Linked DNA regions of Rattus norvegicus: region 2 is linked to region 1. A link is a contact called in public Hi-C data. All regions are on one chromosome and are shown on one strand. The core of a region is the stretch at or near the end of the contact, and the rest is flanking DNA. Distances in the headings are between cores, read along the strand shown.

Region 1 (7,245 bases), core at 1,631-4,130:
TTCGTTGTTGTTTCATAAGAGTTGTGATTTCCATAAACATGGTAATGGGCTGGCCTTTGGTACCAGGGGCAGGCTGAAGAAGGCATCCTTCAGGTGGAGCACAGTGTATGTGGTGTGCTCAGGGTGGAGAGATTGCCCAGCAGGGTGTGAAGGGTTTGGAACTGGGGGATGAATATCCTTCATCCGTTTATTCCCTCAGATCCTGCATGGGTCAGTGGTCAAAGGAATGAGGCATTTTGACTGGAAGGAGGTGGGTGTTTCATGTTTATTGACAAAAGACTAGGATCCCAGCTTCCTAAAGCCCGTTGGTGTATGTGGGTTATCCCCACTGGGCCTCCCTGGGCATAGGATATTGTCTGATGTGAACTGGGGCAGCCCCAACCTTTAATTGAATGATTGAAGCCCTCTGATGAGCCAGTCTGATTGAATTTTTCTCTGCCCAAACTTTGAGGACCTCAGTCTGGAAACTCTGGATCAATGAGCTTGGTAAGGTCATTGGCTGAGGGAATAACTTGTATTCGTCTATGGCCAGGGTCAAAACATCAGTAGGGCCATTCTTATCCAGAACTTCCACTCCCTCTGGGCCAAAATGGATTTGGGTTCCCATTTTAGTGAGGAGATTCTCCCCAGCAGAGGGATGATCACAAAAGAGTGAGTTACTTGTCCCACTTCCAAGTTCACCTTTCTTCAGGTAGTCCATGGATAGGGCTTAGTGCCCCTTGTCCTTTGTACCCATGTTTGTCGATCTAACAATGGCCCCAGTGTCCTTGCGATCTTGGTTGGCAGTAGCTAATATTTTGCTTAGTCCTCTGTTTTGTTGCTTCTCAGGGAATTTTCTATTATAGACTGTCTTTTCAGCCCTCTCTTCCCCCTACCCCCTCTCTGCACTGCTCCCTAAGTAGCTTCCCTCTCCTCTCTCTTCTCATGAAAGTTGGGCATATCGTATTCTGTCAAATCTTTCTTTGATTCATCACTTTGTCTGCCACTCAATTAAACATCACTTTCAAACATGGGTGCTTCCTTCTACAAACTAATTTTACCTTCGTTGTTTTGGATTAAAGGTGTGTGTCCTAAGGGTATGTCTGCATTCCAGCCAGAGGGATTAAAGGTGTGTGCTAAGGCTCATCCACACAACGAATAGAAACACAATCTCAGGGTTCACGGTGTGGTCAAATATCCTGTGACACATGGCTGTTCTGGAGAAATTTCTGCATAGTCCTTTCTCTCATCACAGCATTGCAAGATAATGCCAGAATGAATGGGAACAGTTCTGAGGGTATCCATTTCACATACACATAGACCCAGCACCTCTTCCTCTGTGCTCGTAGCATGTTTAAGACCAACTAGTTAAGTGCCTGCACAGCTTGCACCAGCAGCCCTGCTCTCTTTGTTGGTTCATCTTCTATCTGCCATAGGCCCACTGCAGCCTGGCCAGTCCAGTGCTGAGATGCAGCCTTCCCAGCCGGGAGCTCAGCCATCTCCCAAGCCTCTGTGCTTATTTTTTTTATTCAACAAGTGTTTTTCTATATTTGCCAGACAGAGTTCTGGATGTTGGGCATATAGATAACTAATACCTGACTAACCAGGCAAACTATTTCTTCAGGGGCTTTTCTGTCCAGCAAGGTCTTATATTTAATTTCATTCCACCTGAGATCTCTAGAGATGCCCTCCTCAATCACACATCAAAGAACATTTAGCTGTCCTCTCCCAATTTTTCCTCAGTTCTTATCTCTACAAATAATGCTTTATGTATTTATGTTTTTTCTTCCTATTTGGGGTATTTACTACTACTTCTAGATTATTAAACAGTGGCTACCTGGAAACTGGAAGGACTCAGTTAAGTTGAAGGAACACTAGCCCACCCGAGTAAGGCTCTGGCAAGCCTTGTTCTTCCATTTTCTCTGACATACTAAGAACAGTTGGATTGTGTTCCTAAAGCTAGCCACAGAGGTGTGTTCACTCACTTGGCCATTTCCTCCTCCTGAGGCTGACTACCAAGGTCCAGACACCAAAGTACTGAAGTTCAGCAATCAAAAGGCCCCTTTGGCACACCTAATTAACATGTCCAATTAAAATTTAACACACCATCTTAACACAAGGTTTCCCCTTATACCATTATAAACTTCCATTTTCCTCTGTGCCACATCTGTCTCCTATCTAGAGGCAGTCTTTTATCCCCTCTCAATGACAAATACCCCGCCTCTTCTTCCCTTCATCCTCTATCTCTGGTCTCTTATTCCCTACCTTTCAAGTTTGTTTGGGGCAAATCTCCTTTCAGCTGAAAACGTGGTCTTGGGAGTCCTTGGCTGATTTTTCCTTTTTAAAATGTTGTGAAATTAAAAAAAAAAAACATTTGGCTTCTGAATTAGTGAACAGGAAAATATTAAAGCCGTTGTTAAAAACAGCTGTAAAGTCACTTTCCCTCTGGTGTTATCACATACTCTTAGAAAAGCGCCAGGGACACTGGCAGTCGTCAGGATGTCACTCTTTTTAGTTACGACAGAATTTATAGAGGGAACTTGTGTTGTCCAGCTATAACAAGTGACTAGATTAGCATTTGGTACATAGCAAGTCCTCAATCGTCGTGGAATGAACTGATGACTCCTCATTTTACTAGGTGGGGGCACAGAAAAGACTCCGCTGAGATATTTAGGGACAACCCAGGGGATTGGCTGGTGGCCCGGAGGTCCGCGCCCAAGTTCAGCCTCTTCAAGTGACTGGTTTAAACCAGTCCAAGCCTTTAGTACTTAGACCAATAAAGAGTAAATCAGGTGGGCTACCGAACAGAAACACGGATTCTGGTAACTCTGATCGTTAGGGTACAAACCAACCGCCTGTCACGTGACGGCGCCCGCCACGTGATCAGGCTGCCTGCGCCTGCGTACGCGAGCCCGGTGGCGTTTCCGCCCGCCATTACAGACATGGCGGCGTCCCTGGGAGGGATGTTCGCCGGCCAGCCTCCAGGACCTCCTCCGCCACCGCCCGGGCTCCCAGGCCAGGCGTCGCTTCTACAAGCAGCCCCTGGGGCTCCGAGACCATCTAACAGCACTTTGGTGGACGAGTTGGAATCATCATTCGAGGTAAGCCGAGAGGTGGGCGTGTTTGTGAGCCCTCACTCGTGCGGAAGGCTCGCAGGTTAATTCCTTTCTCGGTCCCGGCGCTTAGTTGATGTGGGGGACCGAAGAATGGAAGTCGCCTAGGGTAGGTTGGGTACCACCCGTGGCCCGTCCTCTAGTCTGTCCCTGCAACCGCGCGACATTTCTGGAGACCGTGGCCTTGAAGCCCGCCCAACTCACAACATTCTTGGGGCTCTTTAGATTCCCAGGCTCCTTTTATACCTGAGGGTCTAGTAGGAACTGGACTTCCCTGTAGCGTGGTTACTTGACTATGCTCCTCTGAGTTTCAAGTCACATATTGAACGCTTTTCCTGTTGTGCTGTGTTTTGTTTTTCCGTGTTCTGTGTAGGCCTTCCTGTGGCCCTTGCCCCCTACTTAACCTGTTAGCCTTTCTATTTGGGTGCCACCCCTTGACGTCTCCGGCTTTCGCTTTCTAGTCGTTTGGCAAATGCTCTTTTTTGGGACAAATTGAGTTCTTACTGCGGGAGGAAACTTTGGTAGAACGTTTGGATTCATCCACTCTTGGATGCAGAAAGTACGACTCAGAAGGGACTTGCCCAAACTCGGCCTTGGTTTGTGCAGGCTAGTATTCTGGCCTTCTGCCTTTCCAGGCAAAAGCTAGCCTAGTCATACTTCTGAAAAGCATTCTTTTAAAAAATAAACTGTATTCTACTTGTTTTTTTTATGCATGTTATTGGTGCACTTTTGGAGGTTAAAGGGACAACTCACAGAAGTCACTTCTCTGCATCCACCATGTGAATGCAAGGGATGGAACTCCAGTGTGGTGGCGAACATCTTTACCGGATTAGCCATCACTCCAGCCCTAAAATTCTAGTCTCTTAATAGAATACCGTGTGTTCTTTTCAACCTCCTTAAGACTGTCGATAACGGCCCATGCTTTAAGTGTTTTTCAAAAGATAAGGGGGGCTGGGAAGAGGTGCGAGGAGGTGCGCAGGAACTGGTTTCCAAAGTTAGTTTTTGTTTGTTTTTTTGTTTGGTTTGGTGTTGGAACAAGTTCTCAGTGTAGACCAGGCAGACTTTGAACACATAACTGTCCCTGTCTCCAGGGTGCTGGGATTAAACAAGTGCACCACCACTGCCTGACAAGTCTGCATGGCCTACTGCCTTTGTTGAAGCCACCTAAGCTCTGAGAGCCATAGGTTTCCTGAAATACTCAAATCATGCTCATGCCCCCAAAATCCAACACAACTTAACTTTTACAGTGCACAGGCTAGGCAGTCTGATTTGTTGAGCTGTTACAGAAGTGGGATACCCTTGTGGCTGTTTCTGTGCCTCAGATCTGGAGCTACCAGGAGGATTCATTGCCTCTGAAAGGAACTTTGTGTGTAGTTATGACTTGTGTATAACTGTGTCTTTGTGTTAGTATTCACTCACTGCTGTCAGGGGCCTTTGTTCCCAGCCTGTGTTCCTCTGTCAGCTGCCGTCAGCTCTTGTACTGGTTAGTTTTGTGTGTCAGCTTGACACAAGCTGAAGTTATCAGAGAAAAGGAGCCTCAGTTGTGGAAATGATTTCATGAGACCCAGGTGTAAGGCATTTTCTCAACTTGTGATCAAGGTGGGAGGACCCAGCCCACTGTGGGTGGTGCCGTCCCTGGGCTGGTGGTCTTGGGTTCTATAAGAAAGCAAGCTGAGCAAGCCAGGGGAAGCAAGCCAGTGAGAAACATCCCTCCATGGCCTCTGCATCAGCTCCTGCTTCCTGACCTGCTTGAGTTCCAGTCCTGACTTCCTTTGGTGATGAAACAGCAATGTGGAAGTGTTAGCTGAATAAACCCTTTCCTCCCCAACTTGCTTCTTGGTCATGCTGTTTGTGCAGGAACAGAAATCCTGACTGAGACAGCTCTTTTACTTTCCTTACCTTTCTCATCTTTTCTGGGCGCTGCTTGTGCCCCTGTGGTGCACTTCCATGGACAGCTCAGTTGGCGCCCTTTCAAAACTCCCTCTGGGATTTGATTATCCATGTGACACTAACCATTTCTCTCTCTCTCTCTCTCTCTCTCTCTCTCTCTCTCTCTCTCTCTCTCTCACACACACACACACACACACACACACACACACATATCTGCTATTACTAAATGCTAAATAGTATTCCAAGTGCTTAGACTATAGTGCCGAACCACACAGGCAGAACTGTTGGTAGAAGACAAATAACAATGGCTGAAAAGAATGGCCAATAAGGTCAGTTACTGCTGTGAAAACCTTGCCAAGCTCCACTAACTTAACTTTTACAGTGCACAGGCTAGGCAGTCTGATTTGTTGAGCTGTTACAGAAGTGGGATACCCTTGTGACTGTTTCTGTGCCTCAGATCTGGAGCTACCAGGAGGATTCATGAACAGGAGATACCATTTAGAAAGAGTAAACAGATAACACCATGAATATATACAATTCTTGTAAGTGTCAGCCAGAGTGACATGGCTGTGATGGGTTTGAAAGGTGTCTAGGTGTGGAATAAGACAGTGAGGAAGAGGCAGCTGGTGGGAATAAAGCCATGTGACAGTGTCAGCAAATCAGTCTTGGGCCAGACTAGCTGAAATCTGCTTTACCTGGTGTCTACACTGACCCTATGTCTTCTCAAGTACAGATGCAAAAAATGTCCACTTACTGAATGGTCTCAGGAGAGACTATTGCCTATTTCATAAATAATAGCTGGTGTGTCTATAACACTTTTTATGTTTTGCTCATGTAGGCTTGCTTTGCTTCCCTTGTGAGTCAGGATTATGTCAATGGGACTGATCAGGAAGAAATTCGAACTGGTAAGATTTTCCTCTTCACACACTGTGTTCTTGTCATCAGCAAGATGTCTATTGTTGACTTTATATCTGTGGGTTTAGCCCTGCGTATCTTGGAACGTTTCAAGGGAGTAAGGTGTGTGCAGAGTCCCCATAAACTGTTGGCTCTCTGGTTTACTAGCTGACATGTTTTTTTGAGTCCTTATGAACCACTTAAAATGAACTTCTCATTTTATTATGATGTACTACTACATAAAACTAATGAATGCTGTTTAAAACCCACAAATTTTGTTGATTTTGTTTTCACCAGCTCTCACAGAAATATAAGTCTGTTATGCATTTTTTTTTTCAAGACAGGGTTTCTCTGTGTAGAACTTGGCTGTCCTGGAACTCACTCTGCAAACTAGGCTGCCCTCCTACTCACAGAGATCTGCCACCTGTCTCTGCCTCTAGAGTGCTGGGATTAACAGAGCGTACCACAACCCGCCCTGTTAGGCATATTCTTTCTCCAGTGTCTTGTAACTTTTTTTTTTTTTTTTTTTTTCTGGAACTGAAGACCGAACCCAGGACTTTGCCCTTGCTAGGCAAGCGCTCTACCACTGAGCTAAATCCCCATAAATCCCCATCTCGTAACTTTTTTATAGTGGAAATTGTCCTACTTTGCTAAGAGTCTGGATTGTGTTTCTTTGGAAGACTTAACTTCTATGTTGTGTAAGGTCTCTGATCTGAGAAAAAGATGAATTACCTGCTATTTTATGCTACTTTTACATGAGAACTTGAAGATGGTTATTATTGATGTCATCAAGATTAAAATCCCAAATTAATGTCTACGAGAAAGTGCTATTTTAATACTTTAACTATTCATTTAAGTGGGAGATAAATATACACCTTGTGTACATATATAAACTTTTGGGGTCTCTCTTTTTTTTAAGGTGTTGATCAGTGTATCCAGAAGTTTTTGGACATTGCAAGACAGACAGAATGCTTTTTCTTACAAAAAAGGTTGCAATTGTCTGTCCAGAAACCAGATCAAGTTATCAAAGAGGTATGAATTTGACTTTCCTCCAACTTTTAAGGGGAACAAGTGTCATTTGGATTCCATAGTCTCTTAACAAGATGTACCTTCTTCCTGTCAGTTGTAGGAGGTCTTCATAGGTCAACGAACTGATGAGAGTACCAGCATTTATGACAGCCTGGACATATGGGGCGGTCATTGGAGAGGGAGCAGAGCTGCAAACAGCCCTGCCTACTCATTTCACACATTAGTTTTCCTGGAAAAGTTTTCTTAAAGAGCAGGCATTGCCTTCTGAGAAAAGTTATGAAACATCAGTATAGATCAAAAGTTAACTTTGACAGGAACTGTAATTATGTTCCTAAATTGC
Region 2 (7,415 bases), core at 4,521-7,020, 42 kb before region 1:
GATGTGTCCTACAGAGATTTGATGCCCAAGGAAGAGGGGATGCTGGGGGGAGGGTGAGGTGGGAATGGGTGGATGGGGAAGTGGAAGTGGGTGGGAGGGTGGGTAGGAGAGCACCTTCTCAGAGGCAAAGGGGAGGGGGGAAAGGGGGAAGAATTCTGGGAGGGGAGATTGGGAAGGGGGTCAACATTTGGAATGTAAATAAATAAAATAATTTAATAAAACAAACAAAAAGCACAGCTCTTCTAGTCAATGAAGCTTGTGCGCATATATTTTATTGGGGTGAATCAAGGACTATATAAACCTTGGAAAGAGGGAAGGATTCTTCTTAGGGTGGTGTTTCACTGCCTGAGGTTTAAGGTTCTAGAGATGCCTCATTTGCACGGAGAGGCATCCCAGAGATCAGGCAGAGGAGAGGAAGCCCTGGGAAGGAAATTTTGTGCTTAGCTCAGGAAAGCAGTCGGGACATGGTGAACTACAACCTTAGTAGTGAGGTACAGCAGGTATGAGGTAGAGAGCATGAACAGATGTTCATGAGAACAGCAGGCTCTGCTAGAAAGAGGAATGCACTGTTCTCATGGAAACCTGTGTGTACCGTGGATGGTCTCCTCCTGGGCGCCACTATCCTGACCCATCTAGGAGTGTCTCTTCATGTGCTTGCTGTCTACCAGCTGTGCTGTTAAGGGGGAGTTCTGCTTTTCAACCAGGCTCTTCAAAGTTCTACAGTGATTTTTAAAGAATAATGTTTCTTGTGTTATGTGGTTGGGCTCTCTCTCTCTCTCTCTCTCTCTCTCTCTCTCTCTCTCTCTTACACACACACACACACACACACACACACACACACACACACACACACACAATTACTGAACTATTTGAGCCTTAAGTGTTGATATCCCTTATCTGTAAATACTTCTATCTGTATTCCTTAAAAGCTAAATAAATATAGTACAATGATCTAACTCAAGAAATTAATGTTCTGTTCTCTTATCTGCAGATTTTATTCCAATTTGCTGGAGCTCCTAACTGTCCTCCGGCTTATGTATTAAGCACAGTATCCACTCAGCCTCAGCCTGCCGTTGTGGCTTTTTATATTTTCTCATGATGCAGGGACCAGGTTACATTTAGGCTGTGCACTTCTTTCCTTTCCTGTACACACCAAAGCCCTTGGTTCATTGTTGATGACCTTGATCTGTTTTAATAATGCAGATTTGCTTAATAGGGTCTCCCTCAGTTTAGTCTTCCTGCTCCTCCCCTTCAGACTTGGATTGCATCCTTGGCAGAGACATCTACAAAGTGATTGGTGCCCACCCTACAAAAGACCCAGAGAATCCTCATACCAGTTCTGTCGTAGTGCTGACATTCACTGAGTGGTACAGTCATGTTTCTTCAATGTATTACTTTTCTCATGGTAGTCAGTATTGAGTGTAGGCAGAGGATTCTAGTTCAGGATTCAGTACCCATGTTAGGTGCATCTCAACCCTCTGTAGTTCCAGTTCCAGGAAATCCAACATCTTCTGGACTCTGAAGGCAACCCTACTTACATCCATACGCCCCATAGGACCTCATGCACACACATAATTAAAACTAAATAAAAATGAAACAGACAACTCGGTCATTGTCACCACCCCCAAACAAACCCCCATTCTCATTCTCTCTCTCTCTCTCTCTCTCTCTCTCTCTCTCTCTCTCTCTCTCTCTCTCTCTCTCCACACCTTGGCAACGACTCATTTTCTAGCCTTCTCAATAGATCTGAGGATTCCTGGCATTCCAAAGAAGTACAATATTAAGTGTGCAACCTTTTACGGTTAAACTTTACCGTTCAGCCAAACGTTTTGAAGGCTCATCCATTGGTGTGGTATTGCTTACCACAACCTTTTGACTCTTGTATATAAGCTATTACAGTAGTCGACATCTATAGGTCCACCATGTACTTATTTTTTGCCTCTATTTCTCACATGGAAAAAAAAAACATCAAGTCTACTTCCTGTGTAGTTTTCACCCTTAAATTTCTTTAATGGCTAAATTTGGTATCAAGTCCCATGACATCATCCCCCTGTAGTGGAAATTTCCAGGTGTCTCACATCAGACAATGCCATCAGTTCCTATGATCTCTTGTTCCGGCCATTGTTAAAGAGGAATTGGTTTACAGAATCTGAGCCAAAGAGTGACGCATGACCACTCCCCCTTTATGCTTTGATTGTTACTTCTCGAAGCTGAATGAGGGTTTTATCCCTTGGAAACTGAGACCCTTTGCAAGGGCTGACAAGCCAAGGCAGTCAGCACCCTCATCTTGTCTTCTCCCCAAAAAGAGGTGGGTGTTATAGTCATTGTTCCCCACAAAGGGTTCATGTGACAAAATGCAAAGTAAACAAGCTTTTCCCAACAGAAGTAACATCCTGACTCATTATCACTCTGCCAAATCCTTCGGGAGCCTGTGGAACTCAAACAGATGTGAGTTCCGTTTTACTTCTTGCTGGGTAGTATTTCCAATATAATTAAATGCAGAGAAATTGCAACAATGTAGTCTGTGTGCCGATTAGAATGTTTCTGGACCACCAGCTTGATCTATCTTGCTTCAGCCAAACCTTGAACCCTGTGCCCCATTCTCCCCCGCTCCCTTAGCAAGAGAGTCTTAATGTAATACGGTCGGGTGTGTGTCGTGTTGCACCTGCTCTATTCTCTCATAAACCCAACTATTTTCATCTTACTCTCGATATCTTGGGAGCATTACACTATCCCTTGCGTGCTGCTGGGTCCTGAAGATACAAAGATGAATATGACATTGTTCGGATGCAGAAGCACAAATAATTCATTGGATCATAACACAAGGTTAGGCACTGGACCAACCCCATCCTGACACAGACTTGCTCCACCAGTGGTAGGTTTAAAAATAAAACCATTATCAGTAACCATGTGCCAGGGCAAGAGGGAGTTTCCAGAGAAATTGCTGGTACAGAAGTGCTTGGCTGATTTTATTTTCAAAGGTAGAAAGGGATGGACACAGTTATTGCAGTGAAGTTGCGATTGGCCAAACATGTGAAATAGCTCTTCGAACATGGTCAACCGCACAGGGTGTAACAAACCTCCCCTAAGTAATGTCTGACACCTGCTTGAATGGGTAAGGAAAAGGGTAGGGAAGAAGATTGCTCAGTTCAGGCTCTCTTCTCAGGTGACTCCACCTCAGGTTAACAATCAAAGCTACCTAGGACAGTAAGTAACACAGTCACATGCATTTCTTTAAGATTTCTTTACAGCAAACCAGAAAAAAAAATATTGTTTTGTGAGTTGAAATGGTGAGTCAGAAAGAAATCAGATAGATCACGAGCTTTGATTACCGTAGATATTATTAGATTCGGTCGTTAAGTAACTGCAAAATGGTTTCAGCATTATGACACCGTATCACAAATATATATGTTGCCACAGTCCATGTCACTAATTCAAAATAATTAATTCATAAGCAGTTAGGGTCCTAAACACATGCAGAACTCAAGTACCAGAGCCATGTTCACCACTAGGGGGAAGCAGACGATTGCCTATCGATTCATTGTCCTTAATGCCTAGATTGCAGGATGGCTGGTTGATTAGTAGACACTGAATCATAATTCTGCCATGCTAACTTCCACCCTCCAGCCTAAATGGAATAAGAAAAACCCTTTCCACATTTTATGCTCCATTTCTGTGTATAGTAGGGGTCATTTCTCGGGGTGTTGCAGGACCATGAGATCAGAAAAAGGATTGTAGAGATCTGGCATTCTTATTCGTCATCAGCGTATAGCAAAAGTCTTTCTGTCCTTCTGCAGCAGCAGAGGGACTTAAGATGATAATCCATCAAGCAGAATGACAAATGGCAGGGCTAAATAATTTGCCTAGAAATGCCCATCTTTTAGGGAAGTCCCTGTCATTCTTATAATAAAAAAACTAATAAAATACACGAGAAAGAAAATAAAGATTAAAACACCACTTCTGTTTTTATTTATTTTCTTAAATTCTCGGGTAACTAAACTACTGTGATGGGTCTACATGTCCCGTCATTTGGGAGGAGTACGGAAATCAATAGGGAGGCACGTACAAAGACTTATTCCAGTGCAAAGTCCAAAGTGCCCTGCTCAAAGTACAACATTATCTATTTTGTTTGTAGGACGCAAACACTAGGCCCCGCTGGTGTTAGCCAAATGCCAGACCACTGTTAAGCTACACCCAATCCCAGCAAAATGCTTTTGAAAAATAATTACGGTTCATTGAGAGATCCTGTTACAGAAAATAAGGCAGGGGTTGAGAGAGGAAGGCACTGGTGTCTGAACATGATTGCATGCAAAACACAGTGTAGACAGAGGCAAAGAGGGAGAGGGAGAGAGGGAGAGAGAGACAGAGGGAGGGAGAGAAGAGGGGGAGGGGGATAGGGAGAGGACCACAGAGAGAGGGGAGGGGAGGGGAGGAAGGGGCAAAGGAGGAAAAGCAGGAAGAAATGCAAAAGGGAAGGAGCAAAAAAGAAGCAAGGCCACTACTCAGTGAGGTTTTGAGCCAGCAGCAGCAGCAGCAGCAGCAGCAGCAGCAGCAGCAGCAGCAGTGAACTTGATACAGAGACATCTCAAGGCCAGCCCAGTCCTACAGAATCAGAAAGTGCATCATCACCGGACCTATAGACACTTGTACCTCCATGCAGTTAGGTATTCTCAGTCTCCCTATGCCTGTGAGGTACTGCCCTAATACAGAGGGTAGTGCTGTGTGAGTCACACCAAGGATGCCTGGGATGAACTTATTCCTAAGCCCAGGTAGACCAACCCTCAGCCTGCATTTTCCAATGTAAGTGCAGAATTACCCAAATCTGTAAGTGGTCAGCAGCCTCCTCTAGTAAGGACATCAGCCAAACACAGACATCAAGGGCTCAGGAGGGAAACGTGAAGCTGCGTTCTGCTTACTCGAGAACTAATAAAAGTGGAATCTATTTATTTTCTGAGTCAGTCTCTTCTCAGAAGTCAGATGACATGTCCCTGTGCTCTAGCATAGTCAGGTCTACCCCTTGTCAAGTGTACACTACAGGATACACATCCTACACACACACACACACACACACACACACACACACACACACACACAAAACAGAGTTAACTAGTATTAAACTGGCTTTAAAGTAGCAGATTTTCAGGCCAAATGTTAGAGGTTCTGAGGGGTGGGGGTGGGGCTAGGGTGAAACTGAGAAGTCAATCTCTTCAGTAAACACTTGGGTGAAATTATGCTTTTGGACATGGCTCCGTCTGAGAAATGTGATTCTTTCCATTAAAGATCACTTCATACACATTCCTGTGTCACCTCCCAAGGAGTGAGGATGGATTCATTAACAGCCCCCGAGGCAGGCTGGCTTTGTAAGCACTCCCATTGCACAAGCAACACGCCAGGCTAGAGAATAATGCAGTGTAAACTGCCTATTGAACTGCAGCCAAAGAAAATGCCTCCCAAGTGCGGAGGCTTGATCTCCAGTCTCTGCCACCCACAGTGGAGAACAGTGACTCACACTGACAACAGAGCATGCTCTCAAGGCAGGGAAACATCTAAGCTGATGCAAACCCCCAATGCTAACAAAATGCCAACAATCTCTAATCCCTTGAGAATCTGTGTGTGTCTATAAGACATCTGTCCAACTGTAATACTGGTAGAAGTTACCGATTGTACAAGTTTGCCACTGGTGCTGTAGCTGCTGGTAAAAACATTGTGAGGGTGTGAGCATCATTGGGGGGGGAGAGCACAGCTAAGAAATAATTCTCAGTCGCTGTGGAAAGGATGTGCCACAAGTCAACAGTGCTACCGTCACACTTTCACAGACACAGACGCTCTCAGCTACATCCACCAAGTTCCCTCAGATTCTCAAAGTTCGCCAAAGGCTAAAATAAGCTCTGTGTCAACCTTTAGCCTGGCTTTGAAGATTGAGAGGAAACGGTTACTGCCAGTGTGACTGAGCCCCTTTGATGGGCAAATCTCTATGCAAAGTGCTTTCAATGCACTGACTGTTTCTCACAGCCTTTATAAAGTAGGCGTACTGCTCTTCTTGTACTGTGAAGGCACAGAAACTTTAAAAATAATAGTAAATGATGCTATGAAAATAATAATAATACAATGCTAATAATAAAGTAGGAAATGAGAACGGTGCTTTCAGGGCATCTAAGATTTAAATAAAGTGTCAGCTGAGGCCACTCCCAAGTAGCATTTGAGAAAAAACCTATAGGAAGCAGATGTGTGCTCAGCAAAATCTAAGAGCATCGTTCCTGACCAAGCAAACAGCAGGTACCAGGGCCCTGTGGCAGGAAACTCTGGCTTTCCCAGCAATAGTAAGGAGTCAGTGTGACCAACCAAATTGAGATTCAAAAGATGAGATCCACGAGTGGTTGCTTGGAGGTGGAGAGCTTCACACAACTCCAGGGCTATGTAAGCTTCCCGTAAGTCTGCTGAGCAAGGGGCTAGGAGGGCCTAAAGTTCAGAACAGAGAGGTGGTGTTGATCTGCCCTACGTTGTTACAGGACAGGGCCTGTTGGAGATGACATCAACCATTGTTCTCTCTCTCTCTCTCTCTCTCTCTCTCTCTCTCTCTCTCTCTCTCTCTCTCTCTCTCTCTCCCTCCTCCCCCCTCTCTGGCCAAGATAATGGATGACCTCCACATTGTAAACCTGTAGGATTCTTAGGTCGTTATACTTGCTGGGTGGCTTTCCCTCACCCTCCTTCCCTTTGGCCAGGGTCTGCCGCCTACTTGTCTGGACTACTTCCCTGGCTCTTCTCCTCTCTTGTGCTTATGGTTATACAGTGGTGCTCACAGCTATGAGCATAAGTGCTCTTCCTGGCCAACCTCACCCCTCCCTGGCTCACGTGCAGCAATGCGCTCAAGCTTCACTCATTGGCAGCACGCTGAGATAGCTCACCTGAGCTGCCGCCTACCCATCTAGGCGCCTATTGCATGCTCCATCTTGGGTGGCCCAAGGTTCTTCAAATCAACGTGGGAAAGACGGAGCTGTCTCCCAGCTTTCCTGAGAGAATCCTTGTCTAGCTAAAGGTAGGACAGGTAGGCTGGGAATGCAGCCCAGTTGGTAGACTGCTTGCCTACTGTACACAAAGCCTTGAGATCAGTCTTCAGCACCACATAAAGCTAGGTCTGGTGGTGCATGCCTACAATCCTAGCATTCAGAAGGTACAGGCAGGAGAATCAGTAATCCAACATCACCTTTAAACACATATCAACTTTAATGCCAGCCTAGGAGATCTAATTTTTTTAAAAGCCAGGGATCTGCCTTGTTGCTTAAGCTAGATGTCTATGACTTATTTTTAAATCTTTTTGCACTCTTCAAATTCAGTCCATTACCAAACCCATCTTGCAACTAGCATGGCCATTCCCCCCACCTCTTCTTTGCTTCAGTGCCATCAGCTTTCCCCAG

The links. A called contact is a pair of places that touch in the nucleus more often than the background predicts.
Region 2: a Hi-C map of frontal cortex shows a contact between it and region 1, with 3 times the contacts expected there. The contact joins the enhancer-like site here to the promoter of Med28 in region 1. A contact is called at or near these places in 4 of 12 Hi-C or Micro-C datasets (the Rat2 cell line, frontal cortex, hepatocytes and 1 more).

Annotation. Positions count from the first base shown.
Region 1 is chr14:69,811,750-69,818,994 of GRCr8, reverse strand. Med28 (mediator complex subunit 28) reads left to right here and starts at 2,880. Exons shown (of 4, transcript NM_001107217.1): 1 at 2,880-3,080; 2 at 5,821-5,887; 3 at 6,796-6,908. The coding sequence starts at 2,922. LOC134481758 (a long non-coding RNA gene) reads right to left here and starts at 2,596. Exons shown (of 2, transcript XR_010057530.1): 1 at 2,245-2,596.
Region 2 is chr14:69,856,321-69,863,735 of GRCr8, reverse strand. No RefSeq gene overlaps it. Among named protein-coding and RNA genes, the nearest start is that of Clrn2, 19 kb to the left of the region's middle. Within about 2 kb of position 5,770, at least 60 of the 93 cell types and tissues checked have an H3K27ac peak or open chromatin away from gene starts, as enhancers often do.